2 separate regions of the Sus scrofa genome follow, and region 1 is linked to region 2. A link is a contact called in public Hi-C data. All regions are on one chromosome and are shown on one strand. The core of a region is the stretch at or near the end of the contact, and the rest is flanking DNA. Distances in the headings are between cores, read along the strand shown.

Region 1 (4,016 bases), core at 1,203-3,702, 79 kb after region 2:
CTGCCTTAACTTCCTCTTGGGAGCCATTCCTTTGGGCTAGCAGGCGCCTCCTGGGAGGCTGAAGGTGGAGCATACTGATTCCTGGCTGATTATCCCTTTAATCACCGTGGTGTCTTTCAAACGCCCATCCATTCACTTAACAAATATGTTTCAATTGCGGGTGTCTGGCCAGTCCTTTGTCAGGGCCTGGGGATTCTAAGGTGAGCCGCTACTGACAGTGTTCCTACCCTCAGTGCTAACATGCCAGGAGGGACCTGCTGGGAGGAGGTGGCATCAAACACAAGACTCTCAAGAAGAGGATGGGACTGGCCTGAGAGGGTCTTTGCCAGGTGGGGGTACTGCAGGAGCCAGGTGGCATCTGTGCCTGGAAGACAGAGAAGGGTACAGGTGCTATATGAGCCCCAGTCAATATACTGTCCCCCGCCCCCGCCCCAATCTGCTAACAAAGCAGGGGAAGCTGGTTTTTCTAGTCCGGGACAGTGCCTCTCTCAACATTCCTACCTTCTGCTCTTCTGCCCCACTCCTTTTCCCAACTCCCTTCTCACCTGAGGTGGTCCCCTTTTCACACCTTTCCTAACTCACTTGCACAGGTAGACAGCTGAGGCTAGGAATTGAAGGCACCCTAGAATTCCAGTGAGAAGAGCTCGTAAATTGGCTGTTAGGCTGATTCCCCAAGACTCCTCTGTCCCTTAAAAGCTGGTCACAAACCACCAGATCCATGGCCTGTGGTGGTACCCCTTCCTCATCCCCTCCCGAACACACAGCTTCTCCAATTTCCCAGGGTCTTGTTCTCAGGCCACCTCCTCACTCCCTGGCCCCTCTGTGCAGGTTCTGATACATCCTAAGTCAGCCCCTCTTCCAAATCAAGTTAGAAACCACACTCCTGGGAACACTGTTGAGTATGGTGGGTTTACTGACTAAGGGGATGGAATTGGGGCTTAGTAACATAATTTCCATCACAACAGGAGGTCTCACTGTTGTTAATGAGCCTGTGGAGTCTTGCACTCTCTTAGCCCCTCCCAGCTTCTCTCTAGCCAACTGGCCTAGCCTCTCTCTCCCCTTCCTCCAGCTTCCCAGCTTCCTTTCTGAAGGACAATCAACAAATCTTGCCCCAAGCTTACTTATCCAGGTATTTTCCAAAGGACAGCCTCCTCTCTATGGAGAATTCTGGTACCAGCTATTATGATCATGCTTTTCACTTTGTTATGTATTATTATGATATGTATAGCAAGCTGGGAGTGCTTTATAAATAAGGGAACAGTACCAGCTTGTGAAGGGCAGGCAGAAGGTGCCTGAACATGCTTTCTATCTCACACTTCCTGTCTTTTTGCTGGGCAAATGTTGGAGGGTAATAGGCAGGGATAGGGCAGATCACTGACCTTGGACCTTGCTCTCTCTGGGCCTTGGCCCCAACCCATGTGACCTCCTCCAGTGCCAAATGCCCCTTGGAACCCTGGGGGAGGGTAAGAACTGGTCGCAGTCATTCACCCTTATTCTGGGTGTCACATTACTGCAGGTATTAGCTTTGCTAGGATTCAGGAATTTATTGCTGCAAGTTACTGAAAGAAGCTTGCAAAACTCATCAGGTGGTACCATGAAAGGAAGGCTTACATACCTTAGTACTCCTACGAAGGTTTTCCCTTTGTGGCAGGGGGAGCAGCCATGGGGGGCAAGGAGGGATTGCTTTCACATTGACCACAATTAAACAGCACTCAGGCTAAGAAGGCCTAGAGAACAGTTAAACAGGAAATTTGCATACCTGCAAATCACCTACTGCTTCCCGCACATAGTGGCACATCCCGAGCATCTTTCCAGTTCAGCCGGATGGTTATTTTTAACAGTTCTCTGTGTCTACCATGATGTAGTTATTAAAGTTCCTACCGATAAATAGGAGTTTTTCTCCATTTTGTTCTACTACAAACAACGCTGCATAAAACTTTTGTGCGCGTGGGAGTGAGCAGGTGATGAAGACTGGAATAGGATGAGAGCCTAGAGATGGCGCGGCATTTAAATCGCTGATCTTGCCCAGTGGCCTTCCAACAATAATGGATCCACTTAGAGCAGGAAGCATGTGTGGCCACGTGCGTGGGGAAGAAAAGGGTTCCAAACAGTTTCAGCAAAGAGAGAGAAGGCATCAGCCTCATCCAGGGAGCATGGGGCTGAGGTGGGGGAGTGCCCCCGCCAGTTACCCCGGGTTTTGCCAGGGCCTCGGGGAGGGGGCGCGATCTGCGGACGGAACCCCCTGGGCTCCGGGCGCAACCCCTGGGCTCCGGGCGCAACCCCTGGGCTCCGGGCGCAACCCCTGGGCTCCGGGCGCAACCCCTGGGCTCCGGGCGGGGCCGGCGCGGGGCGAGGCCCGGGGCGGGGCCGGCGCGCGGCCGAGGTCTAACCGCGGTCTGTCGGTCCGCCCCGAGCAGGACGACAAGTACTGGGCGCGCCGCCGGAAGAACAACATGGCGGCCAAGCGCTCGCGCGACGCGCGGCGCCTCAAGGAGAACCAGATCGCCATCCGCGCGTCCTTCCTGGAGAAGGAGAACTCGGCGCTGCGCCAGGAGGTGGCCGACCTGCGCAAAGAGTTGGGCAAGTGCAAGAACATCCTGGCCAAGTACGAGGCCCGGCACGGGCCCCTGTAGGCGGGCGTCCGCGGCCCCGGACAGTGGCTGCCTGGCTGATAGCACCGCACCCGACCGACCTTCCTGACATCAGCACTTTACCAGACGCATCAACACAACGGACTCACATTTTGGTGTGTGTATGTGTGTGTGAGTATGTGCTTGTGCTCATGTGTGGTCAATGGTGTGTGTGAGTATGTGCTTGTGCTCGTGTGTATGTGTGTGCGTGTGTGTGTTTGTGTGTGTGCGTTCCTTTGCACTTGCCATTTTGATAGCCCTCATGGTCTTTTAGTTCCTAAAATGAAAGGTGCCATGTTTTTACTGGACTGCAGAGACCTCTCAAGGGTTTCCTGCCCCCTCCTCTTCCTCCACTCCTGCCCTTTCAGCGTGGCTTCATGTTGGCTCTTACCTGTTTTCCAGGACCCTCTGCTTGGGTCCACTAAGAAGGGCCCTGGTGAAATAGTATATGTCGGTTTTCAAGACCACAGGCTCTTGTTTCTGTTTAACCTGTAAGTTACCCAGCTAATAAGGTGCACAGAATAACTTAGCACTACACTGCAGCTCTCTTCAGTTTTAAGTTGCTTTCCTCATATTTTCCGTTTTGGTGATAATCGTCTTCAAATTTAAAGTGCTGTTTAGATTTATTAGATCCCATATTTACTTACTGCTATCTACTAAGTTTCCTTTGAACTCTACCAACCCCAGCAAGTAAGAGTACTATTATAGAACACAGAGTGTGTTTTTGCACTGTTTCTACCTAAAGCAATAATCCTATTGTACGCTAGAGCATGCTGCCTGAGTATTACTAGTGGACGTAGGATATTTTCCCTACCTAAGAATTTCACTGTCTTTTAAAAAACAAAAATTACAGTAATGCATTTGAGCATGCCCAGAACATCCCCAGGACAGGGAAGCAGAGGGAAATGCCAGGTCTAAGAACGAGGGGTTAACTTAGCAGTATACAGCCCAAAAATGCATCTTGGAACAGCTTTGATATTGATGTGTTTGCTTTGTTTTCTCCCCTGTCCCAGACTCCCAACCCCCAATTTTCTAGTTAACTTTTTTCCACATCCCTCTTGATATTCAATACAATTCAATTACTTAAGATTCAGTTTTCCCCATTTTTTGTAATATATATATTTTTGTGAATTATACCTGGTTGCTTAAAAAAAAATCAGTTAAGTTAATAAGTTGATGTTTTGTAAAACCCTTTTTCCTAGTGGTGTCATTTTTGAATGCTTCATAAATTAATTATTCTGGAGCTTATGTTTCTTCTCTGTTTGCTTTTGAACGTATGTGCTCTTATAAAGTGGACTTCTGAAAAATGAATGTAAAAGACACTGGTGTGTACCTCAGAAGGGGATGGTGTGTCACAAACTGTGGTTAATCCAATCAATTTAAATG
Region 2 (4,383 bases), core at 997-3,496:
ATGGTCTCTCTCTACTGTGAATATCTGCCACGGTGCATTATCATCCTCTTAGGCACTTAATTGCATGCTGTCTCATTATTTAACACTTTCCAAGTGTCTATCTTGTTTGCCTAACCTGACTGTATTCCTTTTGAGTTCAGGGGTCATGAATGTCTTCCATATTCCTCCAAGAGCCCTCGTGCTTCCACATATAGAAGGAGTCTAATATGTATCGGATGTACGGATGAAGAAATAGCACATAAATGTGGTTCTGCCAAAATGACGTCACTGATCTTTCACCATAACTTAAGTTGTTTTTCTAGTCGTAGAGATGGATTTTTCCTGATCTGATGCTCTTACTCACTGCCTCACTGCAAAGGTGTACATTGCAGGAAAAAATGCACTTATACTAGCTGCATAATTTGGGGCAAACCAAAATCTATCACTCAATCCACACCTGGGAAAAAAAAAGACAGTAAAAGCAATAGTAATAATAGAAGCACTGTGAGGGGCATTGTGTTTGCCTCTCCACATCTGTATCCAGTATGTTTGCTTGTTCCCTCTAGCTCCCCTCAAAACACATGGGATTAATCCAAATGAATCAGCATAATTCCATCTCCTGCCATGGTTGTTGGTTCAGATGTGGGCCCTTGCCCCAATTCAGGCCAATAGTACAGGAAAGATGTCTGCTTGCTGACTCTGTGAAAGAAGCATTTTCATTAAGTGAGAACTTCCCAAAACTTTAGATGAAGCTGACCACTTGGAAGGCATGGCAGACAGATGGAAGGAAACCAGGTCCTAGCAATATTGTTTAGCTGTTGAATCAAACCATCCCTGAAGTCCATCCTATCCTGGACTTCAGTTAAATGAGTTTCCTGTTCAAGCCACTTAGAGTTGGATTTTTGTGTTACTGGCAACCAAATATATTATAACTGGTCGACATATAATAACCATAATGACAATAATAGCTGGGTTACAAACTCACAGAGTAATTGGGAGGGTAAAGGTTAATTACAGATCCAAAAGTGCTCTATAGGCTTTATCTTGTAAATGTTTGTGGCTGAGAGGCCCTCCCTCTGTTACGTTGTCTCCCTTAAGATATAAAACTGAGAGAGGATCTTAAATATGTAGAAGCCTTGTTGGATGGGTATCTTGGGAATTACAGTTTTTCTCAAGAGTTTCTCAGAAAGCTTGAAACACTACAATAAAGCTGAGCAGAATAAAGTGTAGCAAATAGGGCACATAACAAACCTTCTAGAAGGAAATGATTTACATGAAACCTGGTGCCCAGCACAGAGTAAGTGCTAAAAAAACTCTTTTAGATTTTATTTTTAAAAATAAATTAATCACACAGGGTACCACATTTAAGTTACCAAAGGGTGTAAGTGTAAAATCAATCTTTCTTCTTCTCCTGACCCCCTCAACCACGTCTTTCTTTGCATTTCTTGTGCCTATTTCCAGAGCTATACATTTATGAATATATATAATATATATGAGTGTGTGTGTGTGTGTATATATATATGACACAAATGTTAACAACTCATCCACAATGTTGTGCCCCATTTTATATTTTTTTTTTAGATCACAGTGTATCTTGGAGGTCTCTCCACATCAGAATCTATAGAGTTCATTACTTTGTAACCAGTGCAGACAATTCCAAACATAGCCCTAAACTAACTTCTGTTTCCATGAATTTGACCAGATTTACTGTTGGACATTTAAGAGCAGTTCCCATCCTCTGCTATGTCAAACAGTGGTGTCATGATTACCCTTCTAGGGAGACTTTTCATAGAAGTGGGACCGCATCTGTAGGATCAATTCTGGGTAGTGGAATTGCTGATTCAAACAAAAGGCTTATGTTCAGTAACTTTGTTTTCATTTTTGAATTCATGAAATGTTAAATTCGATGAATTCGCGAGCAGGCGCCGCAACACCTCTTCAAAGCTGCGGGTTCCATGTTGGGGTGAAGATCGCGGTATCCGCAGAGTAAGCTCTGGGTCTCCCGCCCCCGGGCTCAGCCACGCCCGTCCGCCGACCCTCCATTAGCAGGCGCAGAGCTTGCAGCCCCGGCAGAGGAGCCGCACGTGCGATTCCACGTGAGGCATCCAGCGGCGCGCAGAGGAGATGTGCGCCTGCGCCGGCCTCGGGAAAAGTAGGTCAGACTCCTCCTGTCACGTGACCAGCTCCCCTCAGCTACCCCGGCACCTCCCGCTGGAGCGCAGCCGGCAGGCGCTCCGCAGCCAACGTGACGGCCGGGCGCGGCGGGGCGGGCGGGGTCCGCGGGCTCTCGGCGCCGGAAAGGATTTGCCGGTTCTCCTCCCTCTGGGGCGCTCCGCTCCGAAGTCGGGCGGGCAAATGGAGCGCCGCGCAGTGCCTCTGGGAGCGGGATGGAGATGACCCACACAGGAAAGCGGGCTCACGTTCCTGACATCCGCACGCGGCTTTCTGAAGCAATGCTGCCTGTAAAGAGGAAAGGTCACATTGCGTTGCGGTGTCAACAGAATCCCATCGATTCTTTGCGGTTCCTGTTTGTTATAAAGGAACTCAGCCATACATGGAAACGAACTTTGTCAAAGGAAATAGAAAAGAATGTGAAAGGCTTCTGGACATTTGCAGCAATCTTCTTACGCCCCCCATTTCTCATCTTCTACCCACTGCCCTCCTTGCCACTTCCACCCCTCCCCCACATGTCCCCACAAGGATTTTAAGCACATTTCTCACCTTCCACTAGAGATTTAAGAGGTGATAGTGGTGCTGATGGGCCTGGGGGTGTGAAGGCGGCCCTGAATCAACTGAAGCCTGAGTTTTATGTATTTGGAGTTAATTTTAGGTCTTGCCCCCTCCCTTTCTGCTTTTTAACTTGTTGCACAACGGGCTCTGCCACAGTGGGTTGCAATCCAGTGGAAGAAGAGGAAGCCAAGTCAATGGGCTACGCTGCCGTCGGCTGTAAATCCTTGACAGAGGTGTGCCCAGGTGTTATATAAGCACAGGGAAGGGGCACCCAAGCGCAGGGGTGGGTACCCTCAGTCTGGAAGGCTAAGTGGGAGTTAGCTGGCAGAAAAGTAAGGCAGGGGGGTGGAGAAGTGTTCCAAACAAAGGGAACTACTAATAGTTACATAATATTTCCCTCATGGAGTCCTTTACTATAATTGTCTTAGCCAGCACATGTAGTTGGAATGTATACAGTTTCCATTTATGTTATTCTAAACCAGTCTTTAATGAACATAGTTGTGCACAACGCTTTTACCCCTCCATTTTAAAGTAAATCCTAGGAATAGGATGGCTAGAAAGAAGGCAGAAATATTTTGTAACTTCTTTTTTATTTTTCTTTTTTGGCTACATCATGGGGTGCCCAAATTCCCAGGTCAGGGGTTGAACCTGCAACACAGCAGCAACCCAAGCTACTGCAGTGACAACTGCTGGATCCTTACCCCACTGAACCCCCAGGGAACTCCTGTAACTTCTGATAAAGCACTGTCAAACTATTTTCCAAAAAAAAGTTGTAGTAATTTGTAGCAATGTAGAATTTAAATACTTAGTGTTCAGGCAGTAAATTGCCTGCTACTCATTTCAAATCAATGAAGCTTAATGAAATGAACCCATGATTTACTAGAATGCCATAAATCATAATACATTGCATGTGTAGTTTTTGTGACCCATGATACAATTCTAATTGAATTCAAGTTTGAAAAATGGAAAAAAAATTGGCAGATCAGTGCATTTCCGCCTTATGGGGAACTGGGTAGCAACGTACGAGGGAAGGGAAGGATAAGAGTGATACCTACTAAAGAAGCACTAATGCTCTCTCTGATTGCTCCTTTCTTGTGAATCAAGAGAACAGAGAAAGTAGCTTCACACAAGCCAGAACAAGATTAGAAGTTTCCACACCTCTCTGAAAATGTCAGAAAAGCAGCAGAATCAAAGAAGCCCTGAGACTGACCTGAAAGGCCACTATAACTTATAGGAAGAAGGTCATGAGTCTGGGTACTAAGTTCCAGAAACCTGCATGCTTCCCAGCTTGCTCTCTGTTGGCATCTGTACCTGCAAGGAAAAAACAAAGCTGTGACACTCAAAAGGACATTTAGGGGAAAGTAATTTAGGTAATGTGGACAATGAAAGCAGGACATATCTTACTTTTTTGCCTGTATTGAGCTAGATGGTTAAGGTAACCAGAAGCCTGGTGCAGTTACGATTTTGCAGACATGATTATAGTTCATATTGTGGTTGCTTCCCTAATATCCATTCTGCGTGTTATACTTTGAGGGGCAGGACTTACCTCCCCTCAGCCCTCAGACCTTGATTGAATTAACAAATCATTGTAGTCCCATTGCTCTTCTTATGGGGATTAAAAGAGTTAATTCAGCAAAAGCACTTAGAAGGCTGGCTGGCACATGTTAAGAGCTG

The links. Hi-C and Micro-C count contacts between places; a contact is called where the count stands out from the background.
Region 1: a Hi-C map of liver shows a contact between it and region 2, with 3 times the contacts expected there. The contact joins two enhancer-like sites. A contact is called at or near these places in 2 of 47 Hi-C or Micro-C datasets (liver and skeletal muscle) and 1 of 2 datasets of contacts at active chromatin or transcription factors (skeletal muscle).

What each region holds. Positions count from the first base shown.
Region 1 is chr12:31,636,864-31,640,879 of Sscrofa11.1, forward strand. HLF (hepatic leukemia factor) reads left to right here. Exons shown (of 4, transcript XM_021067250.1): 4 at 2,418-4,016. The coding sequence ends at 2,633. Among named protein-coding and RNA genes, the nearest start is that of HLF, 50 kb to the left of the region's middle. Within about 2 kb of position 2,453, at least 31 of the 83 cell types and tissues checked have an H3K27ac peak or open chromatin away from gene starts, as enhancers often do. A contact at or near this core is called in liver and skeletal muscle, where this site is marked.
Region 2 is chr12:31,558,240-31,562,622 of Sscrofa11.1, forward strand. No RefSeq gene overlaps it. Among named protein-coding and RNA genes, the nearest start is that of HLF, 29 kb to the right of the region's middle. Within about 2 kb of position 2,247, at least 48 of the 83 cell types and tissues checked have an H3K27ac peak or open chromatin away from gene starts, as enhancers often do. A contact at or near this core is called in liver and skeletal muscle, where this site is marked.